Regions from separate parts of the Zea mays genome. Here region 1 is linked to region 2. A link is a contact called in public Hi-C data. All regions are on one chromosome and are shown on one strand. The core of a region is the stretch at or near the end of the contact, and the rest is flanking DNA. Distances in the headings are between cores, read along the strand shown.

Evidence for each region. Hi-C and Micro-C count contacts between places; a contact is called where the count stands out from the background.
Region 1: a contact with region 2 is called in a Hi-C map of ear, with 2.4 times the contacts expected there. The contact joins the promoter of LOC103653701 here to the promoter of LOC103653700 in region 2. A contact is called at or near these places in 3 of 25 Hi-C or Micro-C datasets (ear, endosperm and tassel).

Annotation. Positions count from the first base shown.
Region 1 is chr4:134,804,379-134,807,808 of Zm-B73-REFERENCE-NAM-5.0, forward strand. LOC103653701 (ARM-repeat/Tetratricopeptide repeat (TPR)-like protein) reads right to left here and starts at 1,995. Exons shown (of 4, transcript XM_008680532.3): 1 at 1,516-1,995; 2 at 1-238. The coding sequence starts at 175.
Region 2 is chr4:134,598,946-134,602,122 of Zm-B73-REFERENCE-NAM-5.0, forward strand. LOC103653700 (pentatricopeptide repeat-containing protein At4g14850) reads left to right here and starts at 1,639. Exons shown (of 1, transcript XM_008680531.4): 1 at 1,639-3,177. The coding sequence starts at 1,728.

The DNA of each region.
Region 1 (3,430 bases), core at 745-3,244, 210 kb after region 2:
GAGCCATTGCTGTGTTCCAGAGACCACTAATAGGGAGAACTTGACCATCATCGTCTTGGGAAGGAAGTTCCCTAAAGTACTTTAACACACTTGCTCTTCGTTTACTAGGGTTCGCCTCCTTCATGACACAAAAGAAACATCCAGGATAAGGGCAATCAGATTGTATCTTGTCCATGGGAGGGAAGCCAATCGATACTAGAAGTTTCTTTAACCAGAACCTCAATGATCACACTTCAGTCTGTATCAGAACAAACCATGAGCAAATTATACACAAAATTCTCCAGTGAACAAGTTAAAGGACTACTGTTCGGCTGCCTGTTCTAGCAGCGCTGCCAGCTGCAATTTTCACTGCAGCTACAGTAATTAGTGCCTTGCACCATAAACCGTTGTAGCAGCAGCTGCCGCAAAACCAAGCAGACGAACAGCGTAGGAAACTAAATACAACAGAAAGCAAACAACTATGCCATTTGACAAAGTGTATTCTTCCTACAATCATCTGATAACTTGGCAACCATCGGCAAGCAGATCTGGAGCACAACAAGCAACTTCAGCAAAATTAGGAAAGCACTAGAGTGTTGAAACTTCAAAAAAAGTACTATGTATATATCACGAGAGACGATAACGCGATGTATAATTAATTAAATTATTTAGAACATAAAAAAAAACTCGGCCGGGGAGGGATAGACCGCCCTCCCGGTTTTAGCCCAGGGCCGGCACTCAAGGCACACTCAACCCCTCCACGGGCTGAAGAAGAGACCTTAACACAGGTCCCGACCGAGAAAATCCCAAACCCCCTCTCCAATCACTCGCGGGTCGTACCGGCCCAAGGCAGCAGGCTCCCCCCCCCCCCCCAACACACACACATGGGTGAGAAACCTTGACCCCCCCCACCTGGTGGAGGGACAACGCCTCTCACGCCACCCGGACACCCGGTCCTCTATTTAGACCATCTTCAGTGATGATACTAGTGAATAGATGGACTCTAATTTGTGTGCAGTTTATCTGCTGTATGAACATTGGTTTAAGTTCCCAAATAAGAAGTAGAAATTTTCAGAATAAAGTCTTCTGTACAGAGTAACGTAACCTAAACAGAAGGTGAGAAATTTAATCAATTTGCTATGTTTTGTTGGTTTCAGGGACATGAAAAATGGGAAAGTGAATTCAACACTCAGGAAAGGGATGCACCGACTTCGAAGTCAAGTGGTAGACACCATCACTCTAAACCTCTCATTGGCCATCCCCCACTTTCAAATTGCATCTAGAGTTAGAATAGATCAAAAGTATGAGCTGAGGAGTGAATTATCAGCTCAAAATTTTTACTATCGTCCGGAAACTTGAACTCGCAGCTTGAATTTCAAAAGCTTTGAGCGAGTGGCTGGAACTTGCAGCTACGGAAAGGAGTTCCTAATAATCTGGTAGCTGGAGAGGGGTTTCAAGCTGGAGATTTGAAAATCCCGGCGGCGACATGAACCTCAGCTACCAATCTGAACTCCGCACAGAGAAATGGCACCTTACCAGCGCATTCCAACGCGTCGGGACTCGGACGCCTCCGTAAGACAATGGCGGCGGTCGGCGCCGCCGGCCACGCGCAGGGCAGGGCAGGTGGTGGCGCCGGGGCAGTGGGGGGAGATGGCCAAGCTAGGGTTTGGCGAGGGGGCGCGCGGAGGGGCAGCAGCGGGCCGTGGGTGCTGGGGAGGAGAGCAGGGAGGAGGGGGATGGGCGAGCCCCGCGGATCTCCGCGAACACGACGACGACAACGGCGGTGAGTCGCGCGCGCGCGTGCGGTTTGAGGAGCATAATTGGGCGGACGAGGCGATTTGGGGAGGGCGCGATGGCCGATGGTGGCGTCGGACGGACTCCCAGGTCGGGGGCCCACGTCCATTTACGGCTAGGATCGAGCCGCGGCGCGCGCGGTCCACGGGGCCGATGCGTCGGGTCCGGCCATGTGACGAGCGACGGGCGGGCCTCGCCACCCACCCACCCAACCCAACCCATCACCGGTGTCCACGGTCCCCCAGGCCAGCCCCTTCCCGTCACGCTCACGCTGCTCCCGTGCGAGCGTTGGACCCGCGTAGAGCCGCCGCCGGGACCGCGAAGCAGCGGCAGGCCGGCAGCAGGGTCCATCCATGAGTCATGAGCCCCCATCCCGTCAAACCAAATCATGGCGCCCGACACGGCCAAGGGCCCGCCCTAGGCGAAAAATACATATTTTAGTTACTTTTGAAAAGTTATTTTACAAGTAGGCCCTTCATAAATTTATTATTGGAAACAAATCTAAAACTCATCGTATAATGACTTTCTTTTCTACATCATTATATAATCCATCAATTATTTTCTTTTTTTTGCAAAACCCACCAATTAAGGCAGTGTTTGGTTCAGCTTTTGGGCTGATTTTGGTGGCTAGAAGCAGCTTTTGGATGTCAAACGCACCGCTTCTGGGTCAGCTTCTGTTGACCGCGCTTTTGTGAGAATCGCGCTTACAACGATACTGCGGAATCGGTCATCGGGCCGCGTCTCCTTGCAGCCGCCTCAGATTCTCAGTGTTTGACTCGAATATCCATTCCTCTGCTTAGCAGTTAGGCTTTCTGTTGTGGTGCTCATACACACTAATGTAAATGTTGTTAATTAGGAAGCAGATCCCAGTGTGTGCACGTTGTACAGTTGACACTTGGTGTGGAAGAAGGTATAACTATCTTGTACTTTTGTATCATTCGTTATTAATTTGTGGCATATGTATTGAAGTTCATATTTATGTTTGTGCAGGTAAATACTATCTGGTGAACTCTACTAATCTTAATTGTCGGCGTTTCGAGACCGGGGGGTCCCTAAGCCGACGAGTGAGTGCCGCGTGCCCCAGCCCAGATGGGTCGAGCGCGTGGGCGAGCGCGAAGGGGGGAAGCGAGGTGGCCGGAGACGGGCGTGAGAGAGGTGGAAATCCCGCGGCCTTCGTGTTCGTCCCGCGCCCAGGTCGGGTGCGCTTGCAGTAGGGGGTTACAAGCGTCCACGCGGGTGAGGGAAGCGAGCGGCCCCAAGAGAGCGCATGTCCCGTCCTCGTCCCCGCGCGGCCAACCTTCTCTAAGAAGGCCCTGGTCTTTCCTTTTATAGGCGTAAGGAGAGGATCCAGGTGTACAATGGGGGTGTAGCAGAGTGCTACGTGTCTAGCGGAGGAAGAGCTAGCGCCCTAGGTACATGCCAATGTGGCAGCCGGAGAGATCTTGGCACCCTGCTGGCGTGATGTCGTGGCTGTCGGAGGAGCAACGGAGCCTGGCGGAGGGACAGCTGTCGGAGCGGTTGGGTCCTTGCTGACGTCCCCCTGCTTCCGTAAGGGAGCTGAGAGCCGCCGTCGTCACAGGGCTAGCGGGGCGCCATCATTGCCTATCTGGCGGAGCTAGCCGGATGGGACACCGGTCTTGTTCTCTGCGGCCCGAGT
Region 2 (3,177 bases), core at 389-2,888:
AGGAGGAGATGCTCCATGCTAGAGATGAAAACGGGACGGATACAACGTCATCTCGTATCCTATCCTATTGTATTTCTCTTGGATATGAGACTGAATACGAGAAGTTAAAATTCGGGACGGATACATGATGAGACCGGGTAAAAATTCAGGCGGGTAAGAAACATATATCAGATATTATTCGGATAGATAACAGATATTTGTCGGATAATTCGCCCTGATAATATTAATTGTCCAACAGTCCAACAAACAAATAAATAAAAAATACATAATCATGTATCTCAAATATAGAAAAATAAACCGATAAAATTAACATTATGCAGTTCAAAGTTACTAATCACAAGGATATTATAGAACCAATAATACAATTTTAAAAAAATCGACAACATATCCCTTATTTTAGGCATAATTCACAAGTCTACAAGTATATAATAGATAGTAGATAGTTGACATTAACTACATGTTCAAGTGTTCATTATTTTCATACACTAAATAAAACAACACAAATATAATATTACATGTTAACTACTGTCGTAATGGGAAAGTGTAACAGGTTAATAAATGTTCAAGTGTTCCACAAATGTAGTTCCATACTGCTACACGTTAATTAACATGTCCATTTGCTGCCTTTGCTTAATGTCGTAATGGGCCATCTGGATTCCAGAGGTGGGCCAGCAGGGAACATGCTAGCAGGCAGGCCCAGCCGCCCAGACCCCACCATACTCCAGTAGTCCACAACGTCATCACGCAACAGTATCCTACCCGAAATTTACGGATACTTATCGAGTATTAGTGATTTCATATCCTACTTGTATCTAGAGTTTAATATCTGAGTACTACTCATGTCCGTCCTAATAAAAAATATGTGTATTCATATCCAAAAATCTGTCATGTTTTTATAACCGTATTCGATACTCGTCTCGGGTACCTGTCCTATTTTCATCTCTACTATCTGCCCTCCGTCATCACGCGAACACAGTAACCTGCACAAGGGCATATACTACCCTAAGCCCTTAGAACAGTTTTTTAAATATAAGAGATAGATAAGAGACTACATGATATAACCCTGAGCATCTAGAGAATAAATACAGCCAAGACACAATATGCATAGAGAGTCGTGTAGAGACGCACGAATAGCCCGTCTCTTGATTTTTTTCACTTAGCTCTCTAAAGACCCCACAAGAAACCCCTCATTTAAGAGCATGTATAAGCTTGACATCGTTTTACGACACTCTAAGTATAAGACATAACTAATGCACGATATGATACAATGAACGTGTCTAAAACTTATGTTTTACTATATTTATTGGACCCAATAAGAATATTCAATAAGTTCAATAGACCAATCAACTATGTCCTCCATCTCGAACAAAGAGGTAAGACACGTCTTTGTTAAGAGATGTGACTTGAGTTTGTTTACATTTACCTTTTTAGACACAGACAAAAAGACGACTCAAAACATCGGACTTATTTAGGAGCAATGTATTAGAGAGGATTGAAAGAACTAAAATCTTTTTTATTCAAAATTGAATAATGAAGAATTATAGCCCCTCATTTACCTTCGTAATCTTGTTCCCCACTGTTGTACGTGCCCTTTGGGTTGTATATACCCTAACACCTCACAGGCTGACATATCGGCCCGCCGCATCCCCATGGCATGTTCCCAAGCTGAACCTTTGCCGCCTGCGGCCTGCCCGGGAGGCGGCGGCTCATTGTAGGATGCCACACCGATGCGGACTCCGGAAACCATCGGTTCGGCCCTGGCCCGCTTCGGCACGTCGCGGTCGCTGTTCGCCGGAGCGCACCTCCACTCCCACCTCCTCAAGTCCGGCCTTCTCGCCGGCTTCAGCAACCACCTCCTCACACTCTACTCCAGGTGCCGTCTACCGAGCGCAGCACGCGCGGTGTTCGACGAAATCCCCGACCCGTGCCACGTCTCCTGGTCCTCGCTCGTCACCGCCTACTCGAACAACGGCATGCCCCGGGACGCACTCTTGGCGTTTCGGGCCATGCGCGGGCGCGGCGTCCCGTGCAACGAGTTCGCGCTCCCCGTCGTGCTCAAGTGCGCGCCGGACGTCCGGTTCGGCGCGCAGGTGCACGCGCTGGCCGTGGCCACGAGGCTCGTCCACGATGTCTTCGTCGCCAACGCGCTTGTGGCCGTGTACGGCGGGTTCGGCATGGTGGACGAGGCCAGGAGGATGTTCGACGAGTATGTAGGCGTTGGAGGGGAGAGGAATGCCGTTTCGTGGAACACCATGATATCGGCGTACGTCAAGAACGACCAGAGCGGGGATGCCATCGGGGTGTTCCGCGAAATGGTGTGGAGCGGGGAGCGGCCGAATGAGTTCGGGTTCTCGTGCGTGGTGAACGCGTGCACGGGATCGAGGGATTTGGAGGCTGGGAGGCAGGTGCACGGTGCAGTGGTGAGGACGGGATATGAAAAGGATGTGTTCACAGCAAATGCGCTGGTCGACATGTACTCAAAGCTGGGAGACATTGAAATGGCAGCAACGGTTTTCGAGAAGATGCCTGCGGCGGACGTCGTCTCATGGAATGCTTTCATTTCTGGCTGTGTAACCCATGGGCATGATCACCGTGCACTGGAGCTGCTACTACAGATGAAGTCTTCAGGATTGGTGCCCAATGTGTTCACCTTATCTAGTGTTCTGAAGGCTTGTGCTGGTGCTGGTGCATTCAATTTGGGCCGGCAAATCCATGGGTTTATGGTCAAGGCCGTTGCAGATTTTGATGAGTTTGTCGCTGTTGGCCTTGTCGACATGTACGCAAAGCATGGGTTCTTGGATGACGCAAGGAAGGTGTTTGATTTCATGCCCCGAAGGGATCTGATTTTGTGGAATGCACTGATCTCAGGCTGCTCTCATGACGGACGGCATGGTGAGGTGCTGTCACTCTTTCACAGGATGAGGAAGGAGGGGCTTGACCTTGATGTCAATAGGACGACACTAGCTTCTGTTCTCAAGTCAACGGCGAGCTCGGAAGCAATCTGTCACACAAGACAGGTTCATGCTCTTGCAGAGAAGATAGGGCTCCTATCTGACTCTCATGTCATCAATGGGCTTATTGATTCATACTGGAAGTGTGGTCAGCTAGATTATGCGATTAAGGTTTTCAAAGAAAGCCGTTCTGATGACATTATATCTTCTACAACCATGATGACAG